Linked DNA regions of Mus musculus: regions 1 and 3 are each linked to region 2. A link is a contact called in public HiChIP or PLAC-seq data. All regions are on one chromosome and are shown on one strand. The core of a region is the stretch at or near the end of the contact, and the rest is flanking DNA. Distances in the headings are between cores, read along the strand shown. Region 1 overlaps Ube2k (ubiquitin-conjugating enzyme E2K). Region 2 holds the start of Ugdh (UDP-glucose dehydrogenase). Region 3 has its middle 21 kb from the start of Ube2k.

The links. HiChIP or PLAC-seq counts read pairs in DNA pulled down with a chosen protein or histone mark.
Region 1: a contact with region 2 is called in an H3K4me3 HiChIP or PLAC-seq map of bone marrow-derived macrophages, with 3 times the contacts expected there. The contact joins the enhancer-like site here to the promoter of Ugdh in region 2. A contact is called at or near these places in 4 of 39 promoter capture datasets (cranial neural crest, frontonasal cranial neural crest, hematopoietic stem and progenitor cells and 1 more), 3 of 484 Hi-C or Micro-C datasets (bone marrow-derived macrophages, cranial neural crest and embryonic fibroblasts), 4 of 115 datasets of contacts at active chromatin or transcription factors (bone marrow-derived macrophages, embryonic hindbrain and embryonic stem cells) and 4 of 9 other capture datasets (adipose tissue, embryonic stem cells, liver and 1 more).
Region 3: an H3K4me3 HiChIP or PLAC-seq map of bone marrow-derived macrophages shows a contact between it and region 2, with 4 times the contacts expected there. The contact joins the enhancer-like site here to the promoter of Ugdh in region 2. A contact is called at or near these places in 8 of 39 promoter capture datasets (cranial neural crest, embryonic stem cells, frontonasal cranial neural crest and 4 more), 3 of 15 datasets of contacts at CTCF or cohesin (CD8 T cells, the NIH/3T3 cell line and large pre-B cells), 3 of 484 Hi-C or Micro-C datasets (embryonic stem cells, muscle stem cells and nephron progenitors), 13 of 115 datasets of contacts at active chromatin or transcription factors (the 230-238 cell line, CD8 T cells, the SCID.adh cell line and 7 more) and 4 of 9 other capture datasets (adipose tissue, embryonic stem cells, liver and 1 more).

Annotation. Positions count from the first base shown.
Region 1 is chr5:65,558,496-65,563,113 of GRCm38.p6, forward strand. All of the region lies in intron 1 of Ube2k (ubiquitin-conjugating enzyme E2K), which reads left to right. Gm40309 (a long non-coding RNA gene) reads left to right here. Exons shown (of 2, transcript XR_868455.3): 2 at 1-4,618. Among named protein-coding and RNA genes, the nearest start is that of Gm40309, 19 kb to the left of the region's middle. Within about 2 kb of position 2,961, at least 35 of the 459 cell types and tissues checked have an H3K27ac peak or open chromatin away from gene starts, as enhancers often do. A contact at or near this core is called in bone marrow-derived macrophages and embryonic stem cells, where this site is marked.
Region 2 is chr5:65,434,126-65,438,659 of GRCm38.p6, forward strand. It overlaps Ugdh (UDP-glucose dehydrogenase), which reads right to left and starts at 1,717. Exons shown (of 12, transcript NM_009466.2): 1 at 1,499-1,717.
Region 3 is chr5:65,513,534-65,517,961 of GRCm38.p6, forward strand. It overlaps a transcript of Smim14 not described here. Among named protein-coding and RNA genes, the nearest start is that of Ube2k, 21 kb to the right of the region's middle. Within about 2 kb of position 1,563, at least 101 of the 459 cell types and tissues checked have an H3K27ac peak or open chromatin away from gene starts, as enhancers often do. A contact at or near this core is called in the 230-238 cell line, CD8 T cells, adipose tissue and 3 more, where this site is marked.

The DNA of each region.
Region 1 (4,618 bases), core at 1,711-4,210, 130 kb after region 2:
GGAACTCAGACTCACCTGCCTCTGTCTCTTGAGTGTTGGAATTAAAGACTTGTGTTCTTGTGTTTGTCTGTCTGTCTGAAACAAGGTTCTTTTATGTAGTCCTGGCTGTCCTGGAACTCACTCTGCAGATCAGGTAAACCAGGTTGGCCTCAAACTAGCAGAAATTGCCTGCCTCTAGTTTTTTGATTGTTTTGGTTTGGTTTTCGAGAGACAGGTTTCTCTGTGTAGCCCTGGCTGTCCTGGAACTCACTCGGTAGTCCAGCTGCCTCTAGTTCTTGAGTGCTGGGATTAAAGATGTGCATCACCACTGCCTGCCTATTCTCATAGTTTCTTATACATTTGAAAGTTATATATTTAGTTGTTCTGTGTCTTTATACTAACAGTACTAGTAATAATGCCTTGCAATAGTTTTTATATTTATATTTATCATATCAGTTCAGGGGCCTTGCCTAGCATGCAGGAAAAGGAGGGTTCAAGCACCACATAAATGGGTTGTGGCAAATGCCTGTAATCCCAGCACTCTGGTGAGAGGTTGGTTAGGGCTTGGAGAGGAGTATTAAAAATTCAGAATCATTCTTGACTGCATATCTACTTTGAAGCCAGCCTTGGGACACATAAAAGAAAGTTTATAATTTCATTTTGCTCTTTAGGTTTTTGAAGTATGATGACTGGAATGAAGGCCAATAATTCTAACCTCACATTATTACTGTAACTGGAGAGGCTATTATTTTCTGGTTCTCTAGCTAGAATAGCATTGCCTGTCCAATAATACAGTAGCCATTAGCCACATTTGACTTTCTTTGTCAATGTCAGGTTCTCAAAGTCTGCCTTTGACTTTGGCAGGGGGTGGGTGTCTCATGTGCTGTGGCTCACAGGCAGAGGTCTGAGAGCAGCACCTTTCAAGAGTTGTTTCCTGAATTCCTTTACCATGTGGGTCCCCAGATCCATTTTGTCCATTGGGTAGCACTGATTTACAGTTTACTCTTTTTGTTAGTTTTGAGATCTCACTGTGGAGCTGGCTGGCCTGACTATACTGTGTAGACCAGGCAGCCTTTGCCTCTGTAGTGCTAGGATTAAAGGTTTTGTGACCCACACCAGGGTTACGATTTGTTCTTAATAATGACTGTAAATGTTTGCTTGATCTCACTTTCCTATTATATCTCAGTCTCTTAGTTTTCTTTTTTTAAAGATTTATTTATTTTATGCATGTGAGTACAATGTTGCTCTCTTCTCAGACACTAGAAGAGAGAATCAGATCCCATTACAGATGGTTGTGAGCCACCCTGTGGTTGCTGGGATTTGAACTCAGGACCTCTGGAAGAGCAGTCAGTGCTCTTAACTGCTGAGCTATCTATCTCTGCAGCTCCAGTCTCTTAGTTTTCATGTCAACTTTACTTGGGGAACATTAAATGGCCCATGCTTCAGTTTTGTTTAATCCATTTAGGGACTGCAGGTGTAACTCTGGTAGAACAACTGCTTACCAAGCTCACGGAACCTGGGCTTGGTCCTCACACACATCCCACATGTTCATATACAAATCCTGGCTTATATCTTAAGTCATTGAAAAATAGGTTAGAGGTAAGTAATGTATATTAAATGTTGGGAGAGGACTGTGTCTGCTAGGTATGGTTGAGGGAGGGCTTATTAAGGGAGAGTACAAAGGCTCTGGACTGAATATGGCCATGAAAGGAGGGGTGGGGAGTGAGAGAGAAAAGAGGAAAGGGATGGTGGTTTGGGGCAATCTGAAAAAGAGATCAGGAGATTCAGGTATGGAGGCAAAATGGCTGTTATATAGCTAAGTGGAAGCTCAGCCCCATGGAGGGAGAGGCTTAGGGTAGGAGGTCATGTGAGAAGTGCTGGGAAGAGCCACAGGTACTGGGCAAGACCTCTTCCAGATTTCTTTGAGATTTAACAAATGTAGCTGCTAAGCTTTAAATATCTTTATTTCAAACAAGGCATGGAGAATCAAATTTTTCTCTTCCATCAATTTGTTGGTCCACTTTCTCTTCCTCTAAGACAAGTTATCATTATGTAGTGATTTTTTTTTGGGGGGTGGTGGTGGGGGGTGGTTCAAGACAGTGTTTCTCTGTATTGCCCAGGCTGTCCTGGAACTCAATCTGTAGACCAGGCTGGTCTGGAACTCAGAAATTCGCCTGCCTCTGCCTCCCACCTGCTGGGATTAAAGGCATGCAGCACCACTGCCCAGCTGTCTCATTATGTAGTGGAGGCTGGCATAGAATTCACTGCCCAATCTCCTTTTGTGTGAGTTTCCTAAGAACTGGGATTGTACATTTGAACTACCATGCCCATCTTAACAGTTTTTTCTACTGGGGCTGGACAGATGTAATTCAGTGGTAGAGTTACCATTCTAGTTGGTGGCATGAACATGGGAAAATGTAGCCTAAAATGAGGAGGACTAAAGTCACATGCAATCACTTTCTTTAGGGCATAATAGAATTTACATTCTGAGGGTTAAGCAAGATCATATGAGCAAAGTTCAGGTGAGTTCAAGCTGTATACTGTCATGAGGACAGACCCTGCTTGGAAACCTCATCAGAATAATAGAAGCAGGACCTGTAACCTGAAGTAAACCTACTCCTACTTACCATACCTGGGAGGGGCACAGAAGCACATTCTAGGAACAGCCCATGCATGGGAGGAACAGCTCACAGACTCTTCTTGATCCTCATACTTCTGCATCTTTAGTGCTTGCATATGTGTGGGCCTGGCTACCAGAGGTTTTACACGGAGATCTCTGGCCAGGCTTGGTGCGAGGGTTCCCCGAAGGGAAGCGAATGCAGGCAGGGAGGGGAAGTTACTTCCCTGCTTCTGCTGTGCTGGTTGTCTCCACTTCTCTGCCATGCAGTAATTCTTCACTGAGTCGGGTCGGGCTGGGCCGAGGAGAAGCTGACTAGCGAGAGTGCGACAGGACCTCAGGCAGCTCTTTGGGAGAGCCGACCTCTCCCCAAGTGTTAGAGCTCTTAGGACAAAGCCTCAGATGACGGAGTAGTTCTCTCCCTGCATGGGACTTATATACAGTTTTGGGGATGATCCAGGGTTTGACAGCAGGTGCTTTTTATTGGCTTGGACTGAGTTTGGGGAAACCTTATTTGTATGTGGGAGGGCTTGGTGCAGCTAGTACTTGATTGATGCAGCATGCCTCTCTGCAGGGGGGCTGTGGGAGGCTGTAGCTACCTCTGCTGCTGTAGCTGTGTGCTGCGAGCACAGTGGGATACCCAGGAGGCGTGGCCAAACTCCTGCTGTCCCTTGCTGTTGGAAATCTCCGCCCACCACGGGGGCGGGGGGGGGGGGGGCGCTCCGGTTCCAGACCTGTGCTCGACCCGGGGGACCAGGCACAGCTCACCACCCCACAGATATGTACTACTGATCTCAGCTGGATATTTGGATTAAAATTTCATTTTCGAATAGATAAAAATAAGGTGTATGAAAACTTCTTATTTAGGTTCTCCTCTGACCTCCGTGGGCACCAGACAAGCAAGTGGTACACAGACATATGTGCATGCAAGAACCTATATTCACAACAACAAGTACTTTATTTATGAGCTAGTAATGTGTCTAAGCTGGGTAGTGGATGCTTACCCTAGCATGTGCAAAGTCTTGCTTTGATCCTCGATATCAAATATTTATATGGTGGCACACACCTAAAATCCCAGCATACAGTAGGCTGAGGCAGAAAGATCTCTACAGGTTTGAGGTTGGCCTGCATTACATAGAGAGACTGAAAGGACAGTAATAGCATCAGTTGCTACTTTGTACTCAGCATTAATATGTTAAGGATTACTTCTTACACTTTGTTTTCCTTTCACCTCTGAAAATGTATTAGAACCCTTTTTGGAGTCGATGAAGGATAGAGTTGGGATTTGAGCTTGGGCCTAGTACATGCTCAGTATACCTATTCCCAGCCTGAGGACTGCATTAGATTTTGCACTGTTTTTCCTCCGTGCATGCGCGCGCGCGTGTGTGTGTGTGTGTGTGTGTGTGTGTGTGTGTGTGTGTGTGTGTGTGTATACATGTGTCTATATGCACATGTGAGTGCAGGTGTAGGGGTTGTTGGTTCTTTCCTTCTACCATGTAAGTTCTAGAAATTGCCACATTTGGTGACAACCCCTTTTATCTATTGAACCATGTGGCTGGCCTCCTTTTCCCGTCCCTCCAACCTCCTGCATTTCTTCTTTTCAGGCAAGGTCTATGTAGTCTAGGCTGGCCTCAGCTTTGCTATGTAGCTGATCTTAAATTTCTGATCCTCCTCCTTCCACCTTCCTAGTTTTGGGATCATACTCAGCCAGGACTTCATGTATTCTAGGCACTGTTATTGAGCCAAGTGCTGGACCCAGAATTCTGTACTTTCTCATTAGCAATATGGTCATTCATTTTCCTTCACCCAGATTATCTTCAATGTTCTATGCTGTTTTGCTCTATTTTAATAGTTACATTGCTTACTAGGAGCTGTATATTTCATCCATCTGTGTGCCCTTCCCCCCCCTCCCCCCCCCAATTCCCCCTTTGCTTCTCTGGTTGTCCTGGCACTTGTTATGTAGCTTCAAACTTTAGTCCCTGCCTCTGCCTCCACCCCCTGAGTGCTGGGATTAAAGGTGTG
Region 2 (4,534 bases), core at 467-2,966:
TTGGGGGTCCAGACTTTCTTTTCACTGTGGGTGCTGGGGATTGACTGAAGGCTTGTGTGGCAAGTGTTTTTACCAGTAAGCTCATCTCACCATATTCTACTTCTCCTTCTGTATACCCTCTGGCCCTCACTGTGTTGACTGAAAAGTGGGCTTGTTTGCCTATTGAATAGGTCATTCTGAAATGAGTCTTCACCTCAAATATTCCGGGAACCACGACATACCACACCATCCTGAAAATACTGTTCATGTAAAGTGTCATAAATTCAGATAAGCATTTCAACCTACAGGATGTCACTACCAGCCGACAAATGTCCTATACTGCACTCTGAATAGAATAGCATCCATCTGCCACCCCTTCACAGCTACTGAAGAACTAAGCAGCAGACATGATAAGACAGCTGGATACACCAACCTCAGTCATTTCCTGGAAGCACACTTACAAAGATGCCTGATTCAAAAAAAAAAGATTGTGAAAGACTTAATTTTATGTCTAACGAGAATGATCCACAGCTGTGGAAATTTGAGAAATGATAGAGCATGCCTAGTGGCTAGAGATTTTATGGCAGAGAAAGCAATACAGAGATGAAAGAAGGGGGCAGGGGACGGGATGTATTTTCCAAACCAGGGTTGTGTAGCATTCAGCTCAGACTAGCTCAGTACTCAAAAAGCACAGCTCACAAGCAGAAACACTCAGCTCTTTCAAGTCCAGAACCCCTCAGAAGAAACAGACCAGACTACTGTTCTCCATTTCTTAGGGGATTTGAAAAAAAAAAAAAAAAAAAAAAACCAGACTGGCCTTTGAGGTGAGTGGATGAACAGTTAGTCCTCTGTGTGCCCCACGTATGCACTCTCTCCCAGCCAGCCCCTCCTCTCTTTCTCAACCAACCCTATTCAATTACGCGTAGTACGTGAAGATTTTTAAGATCTCACAAAAACATGGTCTCTGAAGCCCCCAAGAAAGGCCTTCCCTGACATTAAGTATAACGTCCGAGCGTATGTGTCCAGAGGCCAATAATGAACTGCGTGAGCCACACACACCCCCAGGATAGTATAGGATAAATGCCTTAGGGATGCATCTTTAAGGGGCTTTGCTTTCTACATTTAGGGGCTACCAGAGGAGAGCAGCAGCCTCCCAGGTGAGCAGACTCTAATCCCCAACAAAGCTTAGGACTGTGAAGCGTCCATTAGGCCCCACGGAGAGGACCCTTTCCTTCGGGGGCGGGGGGGGGGAGGGCGTTTGGCTTTCTGAAGCGGCGGGAAAATCTCGTTGGTTTCAAATCGGAAAATGGAAAGAACTGGCTTGAAGACGCGCGAGTTGCGAAATTAAAAGCTCGGCTCGGCTGACCTCCTGCAAGCGCACGACGTGATTCTCGCCGGGCCCGAAAAAGGGGACCAGGATGGTGCAGTAGAGAGCCCCGCCGCGAACGGGGAGCGGACCCGGGACCGCGCGCGCACCTGGGCCGCGAGGAGGGGGCATCCCGAAAGGATCGGTGCTTACCCACTTCCAAAGCAGGGACACAGCGGCCGTGCAGATCCCGTTCTCTCGGACAGCGCCTTCCTCCCAAGCCGCAGGCTCTACCCACCGCTCCGCCCGCCGCTCCCCGAGTCCCCGGCCCGCGGCCGTATTTAAATACTTCTGCCGGGGAAGGCGGAGGCTTCATTCCCCTGCAGCCAAGCCTCCCGGGACTCTGGACCCGGCCACCGCCCCGCGCTGCCCCGCCTCCCTCCGCTCCAGGCCCCCCGGGCAGGCCTCTATTTCCTTCTGGACCCAGAGCGGCAGAGGGGGCGGGATCCGAACTGTATGACCACGCCCCTTGAGGAGCAGGGCGAATCAGCTCCAGCTAAGTCACGGGCTCCGCCCTCGCCCGCAGCGAGCGGCGCTGGGCGTGGCTGCGTGCGCCGCTGGTCCCGCTAGGCTGACTAGCTGCAGGGAGGGGCGTCGTGGTCCCTGTTGGTCATCCTTGTCTGTGCTCCTTCCCCGCTCTGGGTCCCTGGAATCTGGCATGAGGAAGGTTCGCGCGTGCCAAGTGAACCACCCGTGATCATAGGGCCTGGGAGGGGAGAGCGAGCCCACAGAAAAAGGTCTTCCGGCTTTCTGACTCTTCCCCTTATCCTGGAGCCCGAGCTCCGTTCTCGGCCCCTGGACTCTGATGGAGGGCCTCCCCTGCTCTCCTAAGCTCTTCAAGCCCCTGAGTCCGCCGCGCCCTTCAGACAGTTGCCCAGAGTTTAGTCACGTCCCATCCGGATGGCGCCGGGTCTGGGAAGGAGATACCTCAGGTCAAAACGATGCTGAGTTCCATAATGACTGAACCAGTGTCTCCGGGTTGGTCCTTGGCCAGAGAACCCGGGCGCCCACGCCTGGAGGGCGTATTTTCCAGGAAAACTTTCCAGCCAAATTCTAAAAGGGAGGTTGTCTGTATGATGCATAGCAAGGCGTATGCAACGTAGATATGTGTGGGTGTTAATTTGCGTGTGTGTGTGTGTGTGTGTGTGTGTGTGTGTGTGTGTGTGTGTGTGTGTGTGTTACTAGAGATTGAACTCTAAGCACTCTACCACCGAACTGTCCCCAGTCCTTACAAATGCATAGAAAGTAAAACTGTCCCCTGGAGAAAGGGCTAAGATGTTTACTCCCCAGGACCCATATCAGAGGACTCAACACTGCCTAAAACTCCTGCTCCAGGAGACCACGCTCTATCTACCAGCACGAACATACACAGACATCTGTATGCATAAACTTTTTTTAAAAGGCAAAATTATTTAGCCTGCCCACGGGAGTTTTTTGAGACATGGTCTCTGTGTAGAGGTGGCAGATCTGGAACTCAGTATATAGTTCAGACTGGCCTTTTACTTGCAATGATCCCCTTACTTGACCCCTCTGCCCTCCCTCCCCCAGGGATCATGATTACCGCCACGCCCACTTTTAATGTGAAGGTTTGTTCTGTTTCTTTTGCTGCTAGAGATCAACTTAAGCCTAAAAATCAAAAAGGAGAAAAGGCCAGGCACAAATACCTCATTGGTGGTGATATGTTCTGAGAAATGTGTTCGGCACATTTGTTCTGCCACGTCATCATGTACTTACTCAAACTTCGCTGGGAACATCAGTACTCGGTATAATCCGGGACCACCCTATATGAAGTCAGCCCTTCGTGAAATGATGTTATGAAGTGCTTGACTGTACCTCATGGGGGAAAGTAATTAGGAAATGTTGGAAGCACATTCAAACGCCGTAGGTCTGAGGAGGAGGCCCAGTGGGTAAAGCGGTTGCTATGTAAGCATAGAGGTCTATGTTCAGGTCCCTCGGGTGCAAGTGAAAAGCCAAGTGCTGAGACTGGAAATATAGCTGCTCAGTAGTTAATAATGAAGACTGCTCTTCAGATCCCAGCACCTGCCTCAAGGAGGCTCACAACCACCCCAGACCCGGAGACCCACAGAGACACGAGGCATACTTTGATGTTGTTTTTGTTTTTCGAGACAGGGTTTCTCTGTGTAGCCCTGGCTGTCCTGAAACTCACTTTGTAGACCAGGCTGGCCTCGAACTCAGAAATCCGCCTGCCTCTGCCTCCCAAGTGCTGGGATTAAAGACTTGCGCCACCATGCCTGGCTCCAATACTGATTTTACAAACCTGGCAGCAGTTGCCTTAAAAAAAAAAAAAAAAGTTTCTTTTCAAAGTATGCCTGTAATTCCAGCTCCAAGGGATTCAAGGCACCTGGTCCTTGAGGGCACTTGTACTCATGTCCACATACACATATAAGATACATACATCCGTACATATGTATTTGGGGTGGGTTATGCTATTCTCTCCCTCACAGTACACTGAGACATATTATTTCTGTCCCCTAGGCACATAACCTGTAGGTAAACAGTTATAGAATGCTTTCAAATACCAAGATGGTGAGGATTTGGGCTGTTTGTGTTTATCTCTTTATAAACAAGTGTCCTTTAGTTACTGACAGGGTGGCTTAATGTATAGGGCTTTGGTTTGTTTTGGAGTTTTTAGGCAGTAATTGTGTGTGTGCATGTGTATGTCCATGTGTGTACTCTGGTATATGGCATGGCAGAGGGCAGTTAGTGGTCAGCTACATGAATTCCAAGCATTTTCAAGCTGTTACTCATAGGATGTTAGGTCCACCACACAGATGGGCAAGGAATGGCTATTTAGAAGGCTAAAGATAGCCCAAGATAAACTGTAATTAGGCTCTTGACCTGCAATATTCCAATCTCCCCAGACCACTGATGTTCTAATCAACCAACTTTTGCAAAAATAGCTTCTTTCCAGGAATTCTCCTTCACATTGCCTCCATCTGTTCTGTGTGTTGATCTCCCACATGCAATTTCAGTTTGTAAATGATTGATCTGTTTGTTTGTGGATTTTTTTTGGTTTTGTTTTCCCAAGTCAGGGTGCTCTCTACGTAGCCCTGGCTGTCCTGGAACTTGCTCTTAACCACTGAGCCATCTCTCCAGCTCCTGTATAAATACTATTAATTGCGTTCTTTGGGAAATATCAAATAATCACACAAACATATGCAAAAGTAA
Region 3 (4,428 bases), core at 313-2,812, 79 kb after region 2:
TATATGATACACCATGTGCCTGCCAGGTGTCCCCAAAGGTTAGAAGAGGGCATCAGACAATTATTTACAAATGGGAAATATAATAGAGACGAGGCAAGGGTTAACCTAACTGCTAGTTTGAACTTCACTTTGCATTCCTGAAGGGAAGCCAGCAAGAGTTCATTGCCAGTCCTTTGGGACCTCCCTTTATTACACCCATGAAGCACTGTGCTCCTGGCCATGATCCTGTCCTACAACAGCCAGCCTCTATCTAGTTCACCGCACTCAGATGTACAACTCTCCTGTCCGTGGGCATCCTTTTCCTTTGGGTCTTCTCAATCAGCCCTAGTGGAGGTCCTGTGGTTTTCAGAACAGAACCTCTAAGAGTGGAGAAAAGCCAGTACACATCACTGAAGTTGACTGTGTTCTTAATTTTAATCTGTTGCTCTTGGAGAGAGACTTCTTAAGAATTTTTCACCATATATGCTAACAAAAACCATTTTTAAGCTGGGCATGGTAGCACATATCCCATCATCTGTGAAGCTGAGGCAGACAAATCTTGGTGAGTTGAAGGCCAGCCTGGTCTACACGTAGCCAGCTTCAGGCCAGCCAGTGCTATATTAGTAAAACCCCCGTCTCAAGCAAACTTCCAAACAAAACAAATGCCCCATTTACCAAAAAGAAAGAAAGAAAATTTCTGCAAAAGTCTAAAAGGTCTAAAAACCTCTGGTCTCTAGTAACATTCTGGCATTCTGGACTTTAACTCTGTATGCAGTTACACTAATAGTCATATATAAATCTACTTCACAAGGACTCGCTTTAATGACTTTTTAAAAAGACATCAGACACTAAGTTCACACTGAACAATGTGTTCTTAGTCATCATGAGGACCCTGTTCAGTTAATAGGTTCCTTATGATTTTTCTTCTGTCCCTGCAAAGTGCTTGAGGCCATTACAGAATAACTAACTGGCGATGGGAATTCCCCATGAACTCAGATGGACACTAGCTTCAAATTGTATTCCTTGGATCTCTCCTTCCTCCTAATAAGGGATGAGAAAGAGGACTCAAAAAAAAAAAAGATTTAAAAAATAAATCTCAAAGGCTTTAGGCAGAAGATCATGAGCTCAAGTCTAGCCTGTACTATGTGGAAATAAAAGGTGAGAGCTGGAGAGAGTGGAAGAGGCTGGTAGCCTACATGCTTGGCTCAATCGTCAGCACCTACTGGTCTTCTGTGTCACTCATTGCACAGGCAAGGAGTAGAACTGGCTCAGCAGGAAATGGGCTGTGGCACACTCAGGAGCCTCCTCTCCCCTACTGTACACAAAGACACTTTTTAAATAAGTCTTTGAAAAGGAAGTAGGACTTGATTGTCTGAAATGTCAGTTTGACAGAAGACTGGTTATTGAGGAACTGTTCTGCCCAGATGGTTCAACCTCCAGTGCAATGCTCCATCATCTAGTTGGAATATTTGATCTTTGTGACACAGTTCACATACTTTCCCAAGACCCCCAACTATGACTCTCTCCATATTCTGAGACACAGCTACACACCAAACATATTGTATTTGCTTTGGACACGTCAGTGACTTTCAGATCCTGTTTCCTTCCCAAGGTGATTAACAAAGAGTAACCGATGAACAGATGTCAACCACAGGACGCTTCCTGAAACTTAAATCATATCCTAAACAGCTCTCTGGCTCCCCGAGTGTGTGTGTGTGTGTGTGTGTGTGTGTGTGTGTGTGTGTGTGTGTGTGTGTGTGTGAGAGAGAGAGAGAGAGAGAGAAGCACCTTTTTAAAATGTGCATCAAGTGGACTGGAGAGATAGCTCAAAGTTTGGACACCTGCTGCTCTTTCAGACAATCCAAGCTCTTCTTCTGGCCACTGTGGACATCTGCCCATTCACACCCATATATGGTCACACAGACACCCCTTACACCCACTAGAAAAAAAAATCAAACAACAATTAAACAAATAAAAATGCATCACTTGGGTCACCGAACTGCTCTGTGGATAAAAGTGCTTTCTGACATCCCGGAGAATCTGAGTTCGATTTCTGGGATCCCTATGATGGAGGGAGACACCCAACTCCCAAAACCCCATATGTGCTGGGATGCAGTGGTGTGTGCATGCACACACTAAATACAATAACAAAAAGCCCACCAAGCACTAGATGTGGTGGGACAATAGACTGTGGTGGCACAGTGTTGTAATCTTAGATCTTGGGAGATAAAGGCAGGAGGATCAGGTTGTCCTTTACCATGGAAGTTCAAAGCCATCCCGAAACACATCCCTGTCAACCCTGTCTAGACAATCAAGTTACTAAAATCAAACAACCCATGCCAGCTCAGTTTACCGTCCTTCAGCATCCCTTCAACCCCTGAGTCTCCCCTGAGGAGGTGCGCAGACACAGTCACTGCTTCCTTCCTACCAATCAAAACAGCTTTGCATAGCCATGGGAACCCAACCCCTCATTCTTGTCTTCCTTCCTCACCGATCCTGATGCATTTCTAGTCTTCTCCCTTTATAAATGAGTTTCTTGGTACAGCACAGCCAAGGACCGTGGCAAAGAAATCAGTCCCCAGTCATTTGTTTTCTCTTGTTTTTTTCCCTCTGCCTGCTTCTCCTTACTGCCTCTTGCAGCTTTCTGGTTTCTATGCCTGTTTTATTGACTTCACATTTTTCAGTACTACCTCAGTGCCCCTCCCTTTCTCATTCACTTTGAATTGCTGAGTGCATTGTGGAAGTGTACATTTTAAAATTTGTCATGGTGTACTTTTGTTCAAAGTCTTGATTAGAAATTGGGCTAGAGGGCTGGAGAGATGGCTCAGCGGTTAAGAGCACTGACTGCTCTTCTGAAGGTTGTGAGTTCAAATCCCAGCAACCACATGGTGGCTCACAACCATCTGTAATGAGATCTGGTGCTTCTTCTGGGGTGTCTAAAGACAGCTACAGTATACTTACATATATATAATAAATAAATAAATCTTAAAAAAAAAAAAACTCTCCAGACAGCAAGGAAACGCTTGGAAAAGAAAAAAAAAAGAACTTGGGCTAGAGGAGAAATTTCAGAATCAAGAAATTTGTATTCTGGTCACTTTCTGCCTCTGTAGAGACATGGTGCCTTTTGTGTTATAACCATATTTTGTATTTACACCATGTTTATGTGCACAAGATTATCCCCATTTCAGAGGGAAAAGTCACGAAACCTCAGTTTACTGGTGGGTTTCTGACAATAGTCTGTGATGGTTAATTTTCATTGTCCACTTGATTTGATTTAGAATCTGGGAAACATATCTCTGGGTATGTCTGTGAAGATTTTTTTTCCCAGGGGGGTTTTAGAGAAAAAGAATTACCAACTCTGAGTGTGGAATGGTGACTTACACCATTCCACAGTCCAGCACTGAACAGTAAGGGGACAGAGGAAGAAGCCAGCAAAGCTCAGGCATTTCCCTCTGGTTTCCTGGTGGCAGATGTGATGTGACTGCTGACTCAGAGTCCTACGTCCATAGGTAGAGTTGCTCTTGCAATGGTCCCTAGAGGAGCCCTTCCTTCCTTAAACTGATAGGGCATCCTATGACTGTAAAAAGAAAATTAGTAAACACAGAAAACTGGTACCAGGAGTGGGATATCACAGCAGTGATCACATGGTATTTAAGATCTGGACTGGCTATTCAGAAAGAATGTGGGGCATTTTCAGGGTAGAGAACACCTAAATATGGGAAGCGGAGCTAGCTAATGAGGCCATTCTGGTCAGAGTTCAGAAGACCAGGACAGACTGGTGAGAGAACTGTGATTGGTAAAGACAGCTTATGAGGCTTTAGAGGGAAATAAAGACTCTCCTGGGAACTAGGCTGGAGGCCATTTACATTCTGAAAAACACTCTGGCTGTATTCTAAAGTTTTGAGTTTAGATGAATTTAAAAGCAATACCTTTTGCAGGAGAGGCATGAGGGGTGGTAGTACATGCCTTTAGACCTCAGATTAACACTGACTTTTGGGTGGTAAACAGTCAGATCTGGCAACAAACTTATCATTCTTTATATTGCTGCCAGGATGTCCTTGAAAAGATCTTTCTTTTACTATAACATTTTTACATTCAAAACCCTATCTAGGAAGAAGTTTAAATTACATATAACCTCCACAATCCACCTTTTACATTGAAGCTATTTTTTAAAAAGATGTATTTGTTTTTATGTTATGTGTATGAGTGTTCTGTCTGCATGTATATGTGTATATGTGTATACTGCGTGTGTGCTTGGTGCCCATGGAAGACAGAAGAGGGTGTTGGTCTCCTGGGGTAGCAGATGGCTGTGAGTTGCTCTGTGCTGTGAGTTGCTCTGTGGGTGCTAGAAATCCAATCCGGCTCCTCTGCAGACGCAGCAAATGGTTTTTGGTTTGTTTTGCTTTTGCACCACACAGACTCCACTAGAAAACTCTTAGAATTGAAAAC